Regions from separate parts of the Mus musculus genome. Here all the other regions are linked to region 3. A link is a contact called in public Hi-C and HiChIP or PLAC-seq data. All regions are on one chromosome and are shown on one strand. Each heading gives the region's core, a stretch centred on a gene start, on an enhancer-like site or on the middle of the called end of the contact. The rest is flanking DNA. Distances are from core to core; before and after follow the strand shown. Region 1 has its middle 16 kb from the start of Gm40249. Region 2 holds the start of Lsm10 (U7 snRNP-specific Sm-like protein LSM10). Region 3 overlaps Gm32611 (a long non-coding RNA gene).

What was found. Hi-C and Micro-C count contacts between places; a contact is called where the count stands out from the background. HiChIP or PLAC-seq counts read pairs in DNA pulled down with a chosen protein or histone mark.
Region 1: a contact with region 3 is called in a Hi-C map of cerebral cortex, with 6 times the contacts expected there. The contact joins two enhancer-like sites. A contact is called at or near these places in 1 of 15 datasets of contacts at CTCF or cohesin (stem cell-derived epiblast-like cells), 11 of 484 Hi-C or Micro-C datasets (cerebellar granule neurons, cerebellum, cerebral cortex and 6 more) and 3 of 115 datasets of contacts at active chromatin or transcription factors (acute myeloid leukemia, embryonic basal ganglia and embryonic forebrain).
Region 2: a contact with region 3 is called in an H3K4me3 HiChIP or PLAC-seq map of bone marrow-derived macrophages, with 4 times the contacts expected there. The contact joins the promoter of Lsm10 here to the enhancer-like site in region 3. A contact is called at or near these places in 1 of 39 promoter capture datasets (hippocampal neurons), 3 of 115 datasets of contacts at active chromatin or transcription factors (bone marrow-derived macrophages, embryonic forebrain and neural tube) and 1 of 9 other capture datasets (embryonic stem cells).

What each region holds. Positions count from the first base shown.
Region 1 is chr4:125,850,626-125,855,138 of GRCm38.p6, reverse strand. No RefSeq gene overlaps it. Among named protein-coding and RNA genes, the nearest start is that of Gm40249, 16 kb to the right of the region's middle. Within about 2 kb of position 2,343, at least 6 of the 459 cell types and tissues checked have an H3K27ac peak or open chromatin away from gene starts, as enhancers often do. A contact at or near this core is called in cerebral cortex, where this site is marked.
Region 2 is chr4:126,094,215-126,098,751 of GRCm38.p6, reverse strand. Lsm10 (U7 snRNP-specific Sm-like protein LSM10) reads right to left here and starts at 2,099. Exons shown (of 2, transcript NM_138721.2): 1 at 1,943-2,099; 2 at 168-923. The coding sequence starts at 899. The coding sequence ends at 531.
Region 3 is chr4:125,158,252-125,162,490 of GRCm38.p6, reverse strand. The region is part of intron 2 of Gm32611 (a long non-coding RNA gene); the gene reads right to left. The region is part of intron 2 of Gm40245 (a long non-coding RNA gene); the gene reads right to left. Among named protein-coding and RNA genes, the nearest start is that of Gm40245, 10 kb to the right of the region's middle. Within about 2 kb of position 1,975, at least 20 of the 459 cell types and tissues checked have an H3K27ac peak or open chromatin away from gene starts, as enhancers often do. A contact at or near this core is called in bone marrow-derived macrophages, cerebral cortex and hippocampal neurons, where this site is marked.

The sequences.
Region 1 (4,513 bases), core at 1,094-3,593, 690 kb before region 3:
CCTGGGGGCTGCACTTGGAAAGGATTTAAGTTGTTTCCAAGAGGTAGTTGTTACAAGTGAGCCTGCATTTGAAGGCTCTCTGGAGTCCCATTTCAGGCTGTGATTGCTCCTCTCTGCTGCCCAGCAGCACCTGGCAGGAGGTAAGCCAACCAGGGGAGGCCTTACCAGAACCAGCACCACACCATTAGGGCTTACAGTTTGCTGCACTGGAGTGAGTGAACATGTTTTCTTTATAAAGTTAGTTTGTCTTGGGTACTTTTTCTAATGGTTAAAACATGTATTAAGACAACATGAACACATATACTCTGACCATGGATAATAAAAAAAAAAGTTGTGTCTGCTGCTAATAATCAACGATACCTTTTAGGTATCTCCTCTACTTTTTATTTTATATAGCCCTATGAGGATGGGCTCTGCCTATTTTACAGAAGGGAAAACCAAGGTCCAGAGAGATTAGATCATGAACACAAGATTCTATGGCTGGGAACTAGAGTGTTTTTGGATGCACTTAAGCGTAAAGATTTTCTGTCAGGATGCCATAAAGCTCTCAGTTCCACCTAGACCCAGGATCCTTTGGTTTCCAGATTTTGTATTTTCTACCATGTATGGTAGAGATGAATGTCTTCGGCCTTGGGAAGTCACTGGGAATGCTAGGGCCCTTGGAGCCCTGGAAGGATTGGGGCAGAGTTGTGGTTTGGATCTAGCATGTCCCTGGCAGACCCAGGTGCTGCAGATGTGGTCCCCACCTGGTGCCACTGGGATGTGGCACAACATTAAATTAGGACATTGATGTGTGGCCTTAAAGGGGACCGTGTGATTTTTAAGATGACTGTCTCTTTAAAATTGATTTTATAAACTTAAAAAAAAAAACCTTGCAAATAAAGATATCACCTGGCAAAGTTAAGCAGACCCAAAGTCTGTGTCAGTCAGTGAACTTCTATACAGTCAGAACTGGCATCTGAGCGGCTTTGCATCAAACTTTACACCTTCAGTTTCGAATCTATTTTATGCACTTATCTACCACCCAAACCAACAAGACAGAACTAGCACTGGAAAAACAGTGGCCTTTACATCCTCTTTCTAGTCCTCTCCCCTGTCTGCATTCGGACCTTCCTCATCCCCTAACATTCAGCCTTCTTTGTTGTCTTTTCTGCATGTTATACTGAACCTGTGTGTATGTTTGTTTACATAGGTACATGTATGATTGGCCCAATCCCACATATGAGAGAGAACATGCCGTGCTTTTCTTTGTGAGATTGTGTGACCTCGCTGAATATTATACATCTCAAGTTCATACATTTTCCTGCCAATTTTTCATTCCATTTTTACGTAGAGCTAACTAGTTCTATTATACACTTATACAAATATATATGATGCATTCAAATATGTATCCGTTTGATAATATATGTGAATATATAGTCTCAAGTTTTCATTATCCACTTATCTGTTGATCTAGAAAAAAGGAAGGAAGGAAAGGAGGAAAGAAACAAATGGGGAGAGAGACAGACAGACAGACAGACAGACCCTGGCCCATTCCTCTTTGCCTCTGTGTCCTTGCTTCTTGGCTGCTGTGGGATAAGCACCACTCAGTCACTCCTAACTACTCCTCCCAGTTAGGTCCCAAATGGTGGGGTCAAGTGACCATTGACTAAAAACTTCTAAACGGAGAGCAAAACCCAAACCTTTTCACTTTAAAAGTTATTTAGCTCGGGTACTTTGTCATAGCAAGGGAGAACTGACCAGCGTAAGCATGAGAAGATGCTTGGGGTATTTGAGAATGTGAGATAAGAAACCAGAACTTGGATGACAGGCAGGGCCTTGAGGCCATGGGGTAGGCAGCTGGAAAGGGGTGACCCTGAGGACCACGTGACCTCCACTGGCAGGAGGCTGGCATTGGCTAATAAAAAGCCAAGGGTGATTCCGGGTGATGTGAGATGGGCTAAGAAGGATTGAGCAGTGGTCCAATGCAAGCTTAAAGAGGACTTGTTCTCCGTGGCTCTTGGAAACTTGGGAGAGAGGGAGAGTGTTGTCCAGGAGGAAGCCAGACACTAGAGGCAAAAAGAGAGCTGAGTCCCCTCAGGTCCCAGACCTGCCCACCCATGCCCCTGTCATCTGTGAGCTCTGGAGTCAGCACCTTCACCTTCTGTTCCTGTACTGAGAATTTCTGTAGCATCTCTAGGGGATGCGATGGGGGTGTCCCTGGATCCCAGTCTCCTGTGTACTAGGTGTCCCTGCCTTCTGACCAGCCTGGGACTCACAGAGATGACTCTTCTCTGGGTCTATGATTCTCTCCCCTCTGGCCCTCCTGCCCAGGTCCACAGTCTCTATGAGGAGGGGGCTGTTTCCCAGGCAACTGGGAGGAGGAGGAGTGGCTTGGAGGAAGCAAATGTCACCCTGGCTGTGCTGTGAATAATTCACAGCAGTGAAAACTGACTCACCCTCCAGTCTGCCATCTTCTGGAACCTTCTTGTCGACTCCTCCTTGGCAAGCTCCCTCCGCTGCAGTCTGCAGGGCTTCACTGATCTCTTGCCTCCGGCCTCTCTCCTCGGGAGTCTCCCCACCCACTTCTCTCCCATGTTTGGCTGTTTCCTCTCTACCAACTCCTGTGCTAAGTGCACAGGGTGACTCGAGGCAGGGAAATCACCTGTCCCAGATCACATGGTTTTGAAGTGACAGGTTCAGAATGCAAATTGGAGTCTCTCCGGCCTGTGTCCTAGCAGTGGTCCTTGCAGTGGTGGAGACTGTCCGCTTGAGACTGCCCTGAGGCTGCCTTGGGGTTGGAGAGAAGGTATGGGGTGGAGCAAATGAGGTTGAAACAGAGATTGGTTCATTCTGGCTATGGACTGTCCTGCTTGCCCACCCACGGGGCACAGGGCCCCATAAGCAGGGCACAGTCAGTTTTCTCACCCAAAGACTACTGTATATGTGTCCAGAGCCATGGTCCTCAGAGACTGCTATTCTTCTGGGACCTCAGGCCTCACGGGGGGCCTGCTGTTCTCTCTCCCCTACATGCCACAGGTTTGAGGGAGAAAATCCAGTTCTGGACTGGGGTCTCAGTGCTTGAGTAAAGGCTGCTCAAGAAGTCAGTGGAAAGGCTGACAGACCCTGAGGAGTCCTAACCTGAAGATGGCAAACACGTTGATAGGGTTACGACTCAAGGCGGCCACCAAACATGGTCACATTGGTCTAGCTCTCTGGGTCAGGCCCTTGGACAGGGATTCTGAGGCACTTAAAGACAAAATGTGCTGGGAGGCTGGAGTAGGATGCTTATTTCTCAGCTCACTGGCTTCGGCCCAGACACATGCTGCTGTTTTGGAGGTGGTTCATGGGGTCTCCAGGAGTCAGGGAGGTCTTCCTGAGAGACAGTGTGTGGGGTATAAGACTCCTGGGTAGTGCCCTCCTGCAGCGAGAATTTTGAGTCCTTTAAAAACCCAGTTATCTTATGTGAGTATGTTTCTGTCCTAATCCCAGGTGTGGAACATGGGGCTGCTTCAGTTTGTCCACAGCAGCTGACGATGATTTGTCTCATGCTCTAGCAGGGGCATGATTTTACCAGCTGAAGACAGCTTACATTTGGAATTCTGGGGATTCTTGAGAGAGTATAAAAAAGGCTGTGGCCGCTGCTATTTGCTGGTTGGAGATATCCTTAAGACAAAGATCAAACTTGTCCCAAGAAAGTTGACATCCTCTAATTGGCAGGAAGTAGTCTAATGAAATTGATGCCCCCTTCCCCCTCTAACCTTCTTTCTTTCCTACCAAGTGTTGTGGGGTTGGAAGGGTGGAGAGGGTGAGGTAGAAAAAGAGAACCCAATAAAGTAGCCAAAAGCCCTGTTCCACCCTCCCAATTTGAGCCACTTCTAAGGCTGGTAACTACGACCTCAACTTCTGATATTCCACACTGCTGGGCCTCCGGTGAAATTGTCAGCTCAGGGATCAGGTCAAGAGAGGGAATGTCGTTGAGGTTCAAGCAAGCAACCACATGGAAGATGGGGCTTCGAGCTCTTGGTAGCATCCACAGAGAATGTGATTTCCAGGGATTCCAGAGCTTTGCACTCCAGAGAACTCTGGCTGGGACCGGTTTAGATTACAGCTGGATGAGGGAAGGTGCTGGAGTGGGTACTGTGAGGGGAGAGGATCCACTGAGACAGGTATGCTATTTCCTGTTTCACTTGGGTCCTCCCCCCACCTCCCCCCCACCCCATCCATGCCAAGGAGGCACGTGATTGGGCTAGCTGAAGTCATTAGGTGCTGGCTTTCCTCCGCCTTCCTCCTCTCATTGGCCATTTTTCTGCATTTCCGGTCACTTTCAGACCCTCTGAAACTCCACCCCCACCTGCCCACGGCCATCTAGCTTCTCTGCTGACTTCCGGGAGATGTGATTCCCAGCCTGGGCTCTCACCATCGCCCTCTTCCTTCCCACATGTAACCAGGGTCTCATTCTGAACTTGAGTGGCTTCTTAGCCTCTAACCCCAGCATAGTCACCTAGACCTCCATGACCTCCAAGAACACCCC
Region 2 (4,537 bases), core at 850-3,349, 940 kb before region 3:
CGGAAAGACCACTTTCCATTAGATTTCCTCATGATAATCTGGGAAACAGGGCCACATTCTAGACCAAGTAAATCCTGGTGTAACCCCCGCAACTTGAGACCTGCACTCTGCTCCTACACAGGAGCCAAAAGCCCAGTATATACCAGGCAGGGCATCAGGCACAGACGTGTGTGTATCCAAGTTTGGTTTTATGAGAAAAAGAAACAAATGCCAAAAAGAAACGGGACGTTAGAGGTGATTCACTCCAAACACTCGCAGTACTCCTCACAGCCAGAGTTGACGACTCCTTGATGGACGGGGTCCAATCAGTGAATGGAGATTTGAGATACAAATGATCCAAAAGAGGGATTGTCACCTACCCCAAGGCCACCAGCAGAAGGAATTCTGGGTCCCAGGGTGTGTCTGAAAACTGGAACCCTACGAAAGGCCGCTGTGACATGTCTGTTACTGGTGGGGAAGGATGGCCGGGAGTTGGCTCAGAACACCGGAGGTCCCTGAGGTGGTGCTGGAACTTTAACGAGGACACAGTCTCATGGCCTTTTGGAGGGGAACTCTCGACGACCTTGACCCTTGCCACCAAAGTTGCGCACACGGTGGATGATCTGCAGCTGCTGCTCAATAGTAGCAGTGATGTCCACACCATCTGGGATATGGACGTATCGGACGTTACGACCGGTCACAAAAAGGTCATCCAACTCAACCTGATGTCCCCAGCGGTCGGTATAGGTGACATTGGCCAGGCGGATATTCATGAAAGCATCCACGTTGTCAATGCGTCCTCGGGCCACACTCTCATCCCGAAGGTCCACAGTGGTTATTTGGCCTTGGAGGCCCTGCAACAGGATGATCAGGCTGTTCTCAGAAATAGTTCGCTCCTTCACCGAGTGGCTCAGTGCCATTGTTCCACATTGGCTGGCTGCTCACTGTGGGCAGGAGCACACAGATAGAGTCACTCACCTTTACCAAGCCCTGAAACTCCACACTAGTGGTCCAGATGCCTCCCTGCACTGGATACACCCGGGGAAACCTTTGCCTGGCTTTCACGTCCCACACATCCCAGAGATCTAGATTCATTTGCCTGGAGAGGACAGGCCCAGATTGTTTTGTTGTTGTTGTTTTTAAAGACAGGGTCTTCCTATATCTTCCTGAGTAGCCTGGAACTTAAAATGTAAACAAGTGTGGCCTGGAACTCACAGAGATCCACCTGTCTCTTCCTCACAAGTGCTGGGGATTCAGGATGTGTGTTACCACATCCTGCAAGGTATCCTATTTTTACATTATTTTGAGACAGGGTTTCTCTATGTAGCCCTGGCTGTCCTGAACTCTCTATGTAGACCAGGCTGGCCTTAAACTCATCGAGATCCTCCTGCCTCTGCCTCTCCAGTGTTGGGATTAAAGGTGTGTGCCACTATGCTCAGTTTATACTTTTTTTTTAAACAAAAAGCCCCCCAGAATTTTAATGTGCCAGTCAGTTTGAGAACGACTACTGCAAATTGTAGTTTATGTATGTCCTTCTGCCAGGCGCTTGTTACTATGTAATCTAGCCAAGCATGATGGCGCACACTTATAATACCATCACTTTAAAGTCTGAAGCAGTAGGAGCACCTCAAATGCCAAACCGGCCTAAACTACATCGTGAGCTCCAAGTCAACCTGGATAGTGGAATGTTTCAAGACAAAACAAGCCAAACCTAGCCAAGATGCATGCATTTAAACCCAGCACTCAGGAGGCCGAGGCAGGTGGATCTCCGAGTTACAGACCAGTCTGGCATACAGAACTACACTCTGTCTTAAAACAAAATCCAAAAGGATAGTCTTTGAGACCTTCAGGCAGGCCCAGACTCTGCTGCTTCCAGGACCGGAGGCCTGGGATTTGCCACTAGCGGTCAAGCTCATTAGTCCCACCCGGGAAAGCCGGGTGCCGAGTGCGCCCCTCTCCTCACCGCGCGTAAGGGGTTTGGGAAGAAAAGTCCGCAGCCAGTGCGCCAGGGGAAGAGGACGGGTCCCAGCGCGCCCTAGTCCCCACTCTCGACTGCCCTACCCACCGCGTGATGCCTTCCGCCTTCCGCGCGCTACGCCTCCAAAACCCGCCCGTGTCTAGGGGCACCACCCACCGAGGCTCAGAGAAGCCATGGCAACCGCGGAAGACCCAGAGCATCAGAGCATGCGCCTCGCAGGATGCGGACTACAAGTCCCAGGAGGCCGCGCGCCACACGCCCAATTCTCTTCTCTGTCTAGTTTCCCACCTTTGTAGGCTCCGGCTTGGAGCTGTGTCTCCCTAATGTCCTGCTGAGCTCATGGCGTTAAGTGGGAGAGAGCTTCTGTTAAATAAATAAATAAATAAATAAAGAAAGAAAGAAAGAAAGAAAGAAAGAAAGAAAGAAAGAAAGAAAGAAAGAAAGAAAGAAAGAAAGAAAGAAAGAAAAACACAACGTCCTTCATCTGATTAAAATTACGGAAATGTGGCCCAAACGTGGTGGCAAACTCCTTAATTCCTTCATCTGATTAAAATTACGGAAATGAGGGGCTGGTTAGATGGCTCAGTGGGTAAGAGCACCCGACTGCTCTTCGGAAGGTCCAGAGTTCAAATCCCAGCAACCACATGGTGGCTCACAACCATCTGTAACGAGATCTGACGCCCTCTTCTGGTGTGTCTGAAGACAGCTACAGTGTACTTACATGTAATAAATAAATAAATCTTTAAAAAAAAAAAAAAATTACGGAAATGTGGCCCAAACGTGGTGGCAAACTCCTTAATTCCAGCAACTCCAGAGACAGAGGCAGGTGGATCTCAGTTGGAGGACAGCCTGGTCTATGGAGAGAGTTCAAGGACAGCAAGGCCTACATAGCTACCTTGTCTCAAAGAGGAAAACACAGGGCTATGGAGAGAAGATTTAACTGCTAAACTTTAGCAATTAAGTCCGCATACTATTGCAGAAGACCTACATTTGGTTCCCAGCTCACAACTGCTTGTAACTAATTAACAATTAAAAATAAAATTGAGCAGGGCATGGTGGCCCACGCCTTTAATCCCAGCACTCGGGAGGCAGAGGCAGGCGGATTTCTGAGTTTGAGGCCAGCCTGTTCTACACAGTGAGTTCCAGGACAGCCAGGGCTACACAGAGAAACTCTGCCTCAAAAAAACAAAAATAAATAAATAAATAAATAAATAAATAAAATCGAGCCGGGCAGTGGTGGCACATGCCTTTAACCCCAGCACGTGGGAGGCAGTGACAGGCAGATTTCTGAGTTCAAGGCCAGCCTGGTCTACAGAGTGAGTTCCAGGACAGTCAGGACTACACAGAGAAACCCTGTCTCGAAAAACCAAAACCAAAAGAAACAAACAAACAAACAAAAAAAATCAAGCAGTGCATGGTGGCCCACGCCTTTAATCCCAGCACTTGGGAGGCAGAGGCAGGTGGATTTCTGAGTTCGAGGCCAGCCTGGTCTACAAAGTGAGTTCCAGGACAGCCAGGGCTATACAGAGAAACCCTGTCTCAGAAATCCACCTGCCTCTGCCTCCCGAGTGCTGGGATTAAAGGCGTGCCATGCCCGGCGTAACACTTTTTAAAATGCTTATGTTTGATTTTTGTTTTGTAGTTGGGTCTCCTGTAGCCCATTCTGTTTTGAATTCACTATGCCCTGAAGGACCTTGAGCCTGATCCTCTGCCTTCTGCCTTCCAAATACTGAGACGCTGTGCATAGGTCATACTTCTATCTGGTCAGATTGTTACTAAAGCCTGCTTTGCTCACTGTTCGTTAAGCCAACCACCAAAATAATGAGTTTTTTGTTTGTTTGTTTGGTTGGTTGGTTTTTGGTTTTTCAAGACAAGGTTTCTCTGTGTAGCCTTGGCTGTCCTGGAACTCACTCTGTAGACCAGGCTGGCCTCAAACTCAGAAATCCACCTGCCTCTGCCTCCCAAGTGATGGGATTAAAGGCATGTACCACTACTGCCCAACTTAATGAGTTTTGAGAGGAGGATAAAGCTTATTCATGGGGTTCCCAAATATAAGACAGATCCCCTCCCCCACTATCAAACCTGCCTTCTCCACACAGGATGGCTTGCCCTGTAGGGAAGGCAACTGGGGAAAAAAAGAAGTGAGATGATTTGTGATATGTACAGGGTAATCAAACTTCACAGATCATCACAGGACATTTGCTTAGAACATTCCAGAGTTTTCTTGTTTTAAGTTTGGTCCTAATCCAAAGGTCACCCACTAGACACTTGCACAGGCCCAGGGGAAGGACTAGTGATTTCAACCAGTTTGGATTCCAAGTTTTAGTTTAAAAACAAAACAAAACAAAACAACAACTAACCACAGACAACTATTTCCATCAGAATCTAGGTCAGTGTTGTCCACCCCAAACTTCCTGGGAGTAGACCGCTAAGCTGAGTCACCTTTGGTGACAGAACCTCACCAGGTTTCCCTGGCCATAGTGCCTGCCTGCCTGTAGCCTGCTCTGCCACTTTGTCCCATGCCTGGCACACATCTCACACTGCCCTTTCTCTATGTATCTCTGTGGCATATCTTCATGT
Region 3 (4,239 bases), core at 726-3,225:
CCTCACAGAAAGGCACATTGGCTTCTCTCACAGAAAGAACCAACATCCTCAACCCAGACCATGCCCAACAGGGTCCTGTCTGTGGACATGCTGTCTGTGGACATGCTGTCTGTGGACATGGCTGTGTAAGCTACCTCCATTCTAAATGAAGGTCAAAGCTGTGTTAGTTATGTTTCTCCTTGCTAGACTAACACACCTCACCAGCAGCAACTTACAGGACGCAGGGGTTATCCTTGCATACTGTAAGGGGTCATGTCCCATTATGGTGGCTAGGCCATGAAGTGGCTGGTCACATGATATTCAAAATCATGATGCAAAGAGATTTGTGCGGCCCAGATTGCCTTCTCTGTAACTATGTGACCGTGTGATGGCTGGACCATGTGCATATGGTCTCATGGGCCAGAAAAAAAAAAAAATGGTAGTGGGCTCCCCGAAGCTAGGAGTACAGGCTGTTATGGGCTGTTCCGTGTGGGTGCTAGAAAAGAAACCCAGGTTGTCTACAAGAACAGTGTGCTTTCTTAACCAATGGGCCATGTCTCCAGCCCAACTACACACACACACACACACATTCAGGGAGGACCTTCCCTGCTCAGTGAACACCCTTCCAGACACACCCAAAAGTGTGTCTCCTATGTGATTCCACTTCCCACCACGGTGACAATAAAGATGGCTCACTCTTCATCGGGTCTGAACTCTCGTCTCAAAGAGAATCAAATAAAACAACCAACCAGTAAGCACACACACCATTTTCACCAACAGAACTGGTCTGTCCAGGAGTTCTCTGTCCCCATCCAGCGTTAGGACCTCCCATATCCTTTTCAACATGGTGGGCCTGACCTGCTGGGTGGGTATCCAGTGCCCAGTGCCAGCTGCATCCGCTATGAGGAGGTTGCTACTAGCAAGGCCAGCTGCCAACCTGGAGCCTGGCTGAAAGAATCCGGCCCCAAGGGTTGTGGGTTTTTCTAAGCCCACACTTGACTCTGTCCGCACAGATCCAGTCTGTGTGTGTGGTCTGTGGGGAGGCTGCACCAGGGAGGCGTATCGATCAGGCTGGTCGGGAGAAGAAAGGAAAAAGACCTTCAAACAGCAAAGCTTCACGCCTGCAGAGGCTTGAAAAGACCCATGGAAACGGGGCATGCAGGTTTCCACCCCTGAGGTAGCCACACACTGTGGGTCGTGTGAGCCAGGGAAAAAGCACAGCTCTCTCTCTCTCTCTCTCTCTCTCTCTGTGTGTGTGTGTGTGTGTGTGTGTGTGTGTGCACGCGCGCACGTGCGCACACACCCGTATTTGTACAGGAGTTGTTTAGCAGCTCTTGAGTATGAATAACTCTCCTATACCAGCATGCATATGTAGCACCTGTACTGGCCAGAGAAATGTGTGTGCAGGCACGTAGTCACCCTGAACTCTCAAAGCATGCCTGTGCACACATGCTCAAGAACGCATGTATTCTACCTACCTGCCCTCTGAGAACTTCCCCCTCCGAGGGTGGGAGCAAGCACCTTTGTCCACTGTCAATTTTGTCACCTCTCACCCTTGAAACCAACCCTAACCAAAGGAACTCCCAGGACTGTCCCCCCCATCCGGGACTTCCCTCTCAGGAAGAAAAAGGTAGCCAGGACTGTGTTTATTCAATCTCAGATCCTGGCGACCAGATCTGCTAAGTATGTCAGAGGAGATTTTTTTGTAATTGCGGTTCCTGGGCCCCGCCCCCAGAGACTAATTGACAGCAATCTGAGGAAGGCACAGGCTCTGGAGATTTTTAGCACTGCGGGAGTGATTTTAACATGGTCCCAGGACTGAGAATGACTAAAGGCCCCTGCTCTTGTGGGCGTCCTTGCGCTCTAGCGGGACTGTTCCTGAGATGTGACGGTGGCGCTCCAGTCTGAAAACCTGAACACCGGCGTCTGAGCTCTCCTGCCTAGACTCTTCCCTAGGTAGGAGCTCAGCAAAGCTGACACACATCCACGCGCCGCGGCTGCCCCCTTCTGGACGGAGCCTGCAGCGCTCAGCTGCTGCGTGACCTGCAAGCTGGGTGCTACAGTCCCTTAGGGAAGGCCTTAGTAGGGCTTTGGTGGCATGCCCAGCTACTCAGGAGCTGAGACAGGAGGATTACTTGAGCCCAGGAATTGTGAGGCCAACTTGGGTAACATAGGGAGATGTTTTTTGTTTTTTGGTTTTTTTTTTTTTTGAAGAGACCAGCTGGGCACTAGAGCTCCTGCCTGTAACCCCAGCACTTAGGAGAGGAACAGAGAATCCAGGAGTTAAGGGGCCAACAAGGACTTCATAGTGAGTTCCAAGTCACCTAAAAAAAAAAAAACTGTCTTCAAAACAAAGGTCTAGGCCCAGCCTAGTGGCCTACTCAGGAGCAGGGGCAGGCAGACCTCTGTGAATTTGAGGCCAGCCTGTTCTACATAATGAGTTCCAAGACAGCCAAGGCTATAGAGTGAGATCCTGCCTTGCAAAACAAAACTTAAGCTGGGCAGTGGTGGTGCATGCCTTTAATCCCAGCACTTGGGAAGCAGAGGCAGGTGGATCTCGGTGTTCAAGGCCAGCCTGGTCTATAGAGTGAGTTCTAGCCAGGCTATACAGAGAAAGCCTGTCAAAAAAACAAAACAAAACAAAATAACAAAAACAAACAAACAAACACACCCTTTTTAAACAAAGGTAGGGGGGACTTCACACCTCTGCACCCTTCAGCCAATTGTGGTCTCCCCAGCCTTCCAGAAAGTCCTCTCCACCAGCCACCATCCTCCTCATGCCTTCCCTTCCTGATGTACCCAGTCCCTATACTAAGTCTCCCCTGTCACACTGGAAGTCCCCAGGGCAAAGGGAACAGGCCTGGGGTCCGCAGGGGCCTGTAGAATACAGGAAGCCTTCTCCAGTGGCTCCCTACCACTCTGGCTCTGTGTGAGCCAAGGCAGAGCTTCTCGCTCATACTCAAGCCCTGGGGCAAGGGGATCCTCCGTAAACTGCCAGGGGCACTCATCACGCTAGATGCCAGGTACACATTTTGTTCCGAGCATTTCACTAGTAATAAATCCCTTCATTTGTACCTAATTATCCTTATTTTGTTTTAGAATCTAGAAAACCAAGGCCCAGAGAGGTTCAGTGAGACCCAAAGAAACACACAGCGGGGTCAACTCAGAGCTGAGACTCAACCCGAGGGTTGGCTCAGGAAACCATACTTTTAACCACCCTTCCTTCTTAGGGGAGGAGAACCATTGGAGATCTATGTCCCCACTGGCCCAGGCTGGCTCCCCAATCCCTTCCCAGCAGAAATCGGCCTGGAGTCTCTGCCCGGCTGGCAGCTCAGGGGCTGTGTCGTCTCTTGCTTCCTTCTTAATTTTTCTGACAAGAGCAGCTGCCACGGCAGCTGACAGCCAGCCTGTCGGATGGAATGGGAAGGCGGGCCCAGACCTCGTTTGTCTGGTGGAAAAATGGATTTGGACAAGGGGACGGCTGAGCTTCAGGAGACAGGGGAGCACCCATGGGTGACCGGTACAGATGGGATCCCAGAAGGCTGGGGTGGGTACAGGCACGGGGCAGGAAGCCCTGGATGCTGGTGGAGGTCTGCGTAAGCCCCGCCCCCTGGATGCCGGAGAAAGCCTCGCTCCATCAGCTTCCCTTCCCCTCTCCCCATCTCCCTTCCCTCCAGTCTCTAATCAACTTCCTGGCACTGGGCCTGCATCAGTTTCTGGGGACAGAAGGCCGAGACAGGTCCATCACTGTCCTCAAGGACATCCAGGCTAGGGAAACTGCCAGGGAGACTCAACGATCCTGCAATGGTGCAGACACTCAAGGCCATCTGTTGGGGAGTAGCCTTTACCACGGACGATCCATGCCAACCACTCGGGCACCTATATCCTTCCTTCCCCCTTATGGTGTGGTGCTAACGTTCTTGCTTCCACAGTGTTTGAGCGCTTAAATGAATTAACCCGTGTGGTACACTGTAAAGTAGCACCTGGCCTATGACCAGTGCCTTCTCCCATTCACATCACCCAGGAGCAGACAATGCTATCTCCAGGGACCCTGCCCCCACCCGACTCCCCTTATTCATTTGTCCCACCTTAGACTCAGACCCTGAAGAACCCCTGAGGTCTAAGCTCCAGCCTACCTGAAACAAGGCCCTCTTTACCATTCACAGCAGATGAGAGAGTCACCACGTGTGATATGGCCACACTGTTCAGGTCCCTTCTGTCTGAGCTCACCCTAGTAGGGCAAAGGGCTTAGAAGAGGTA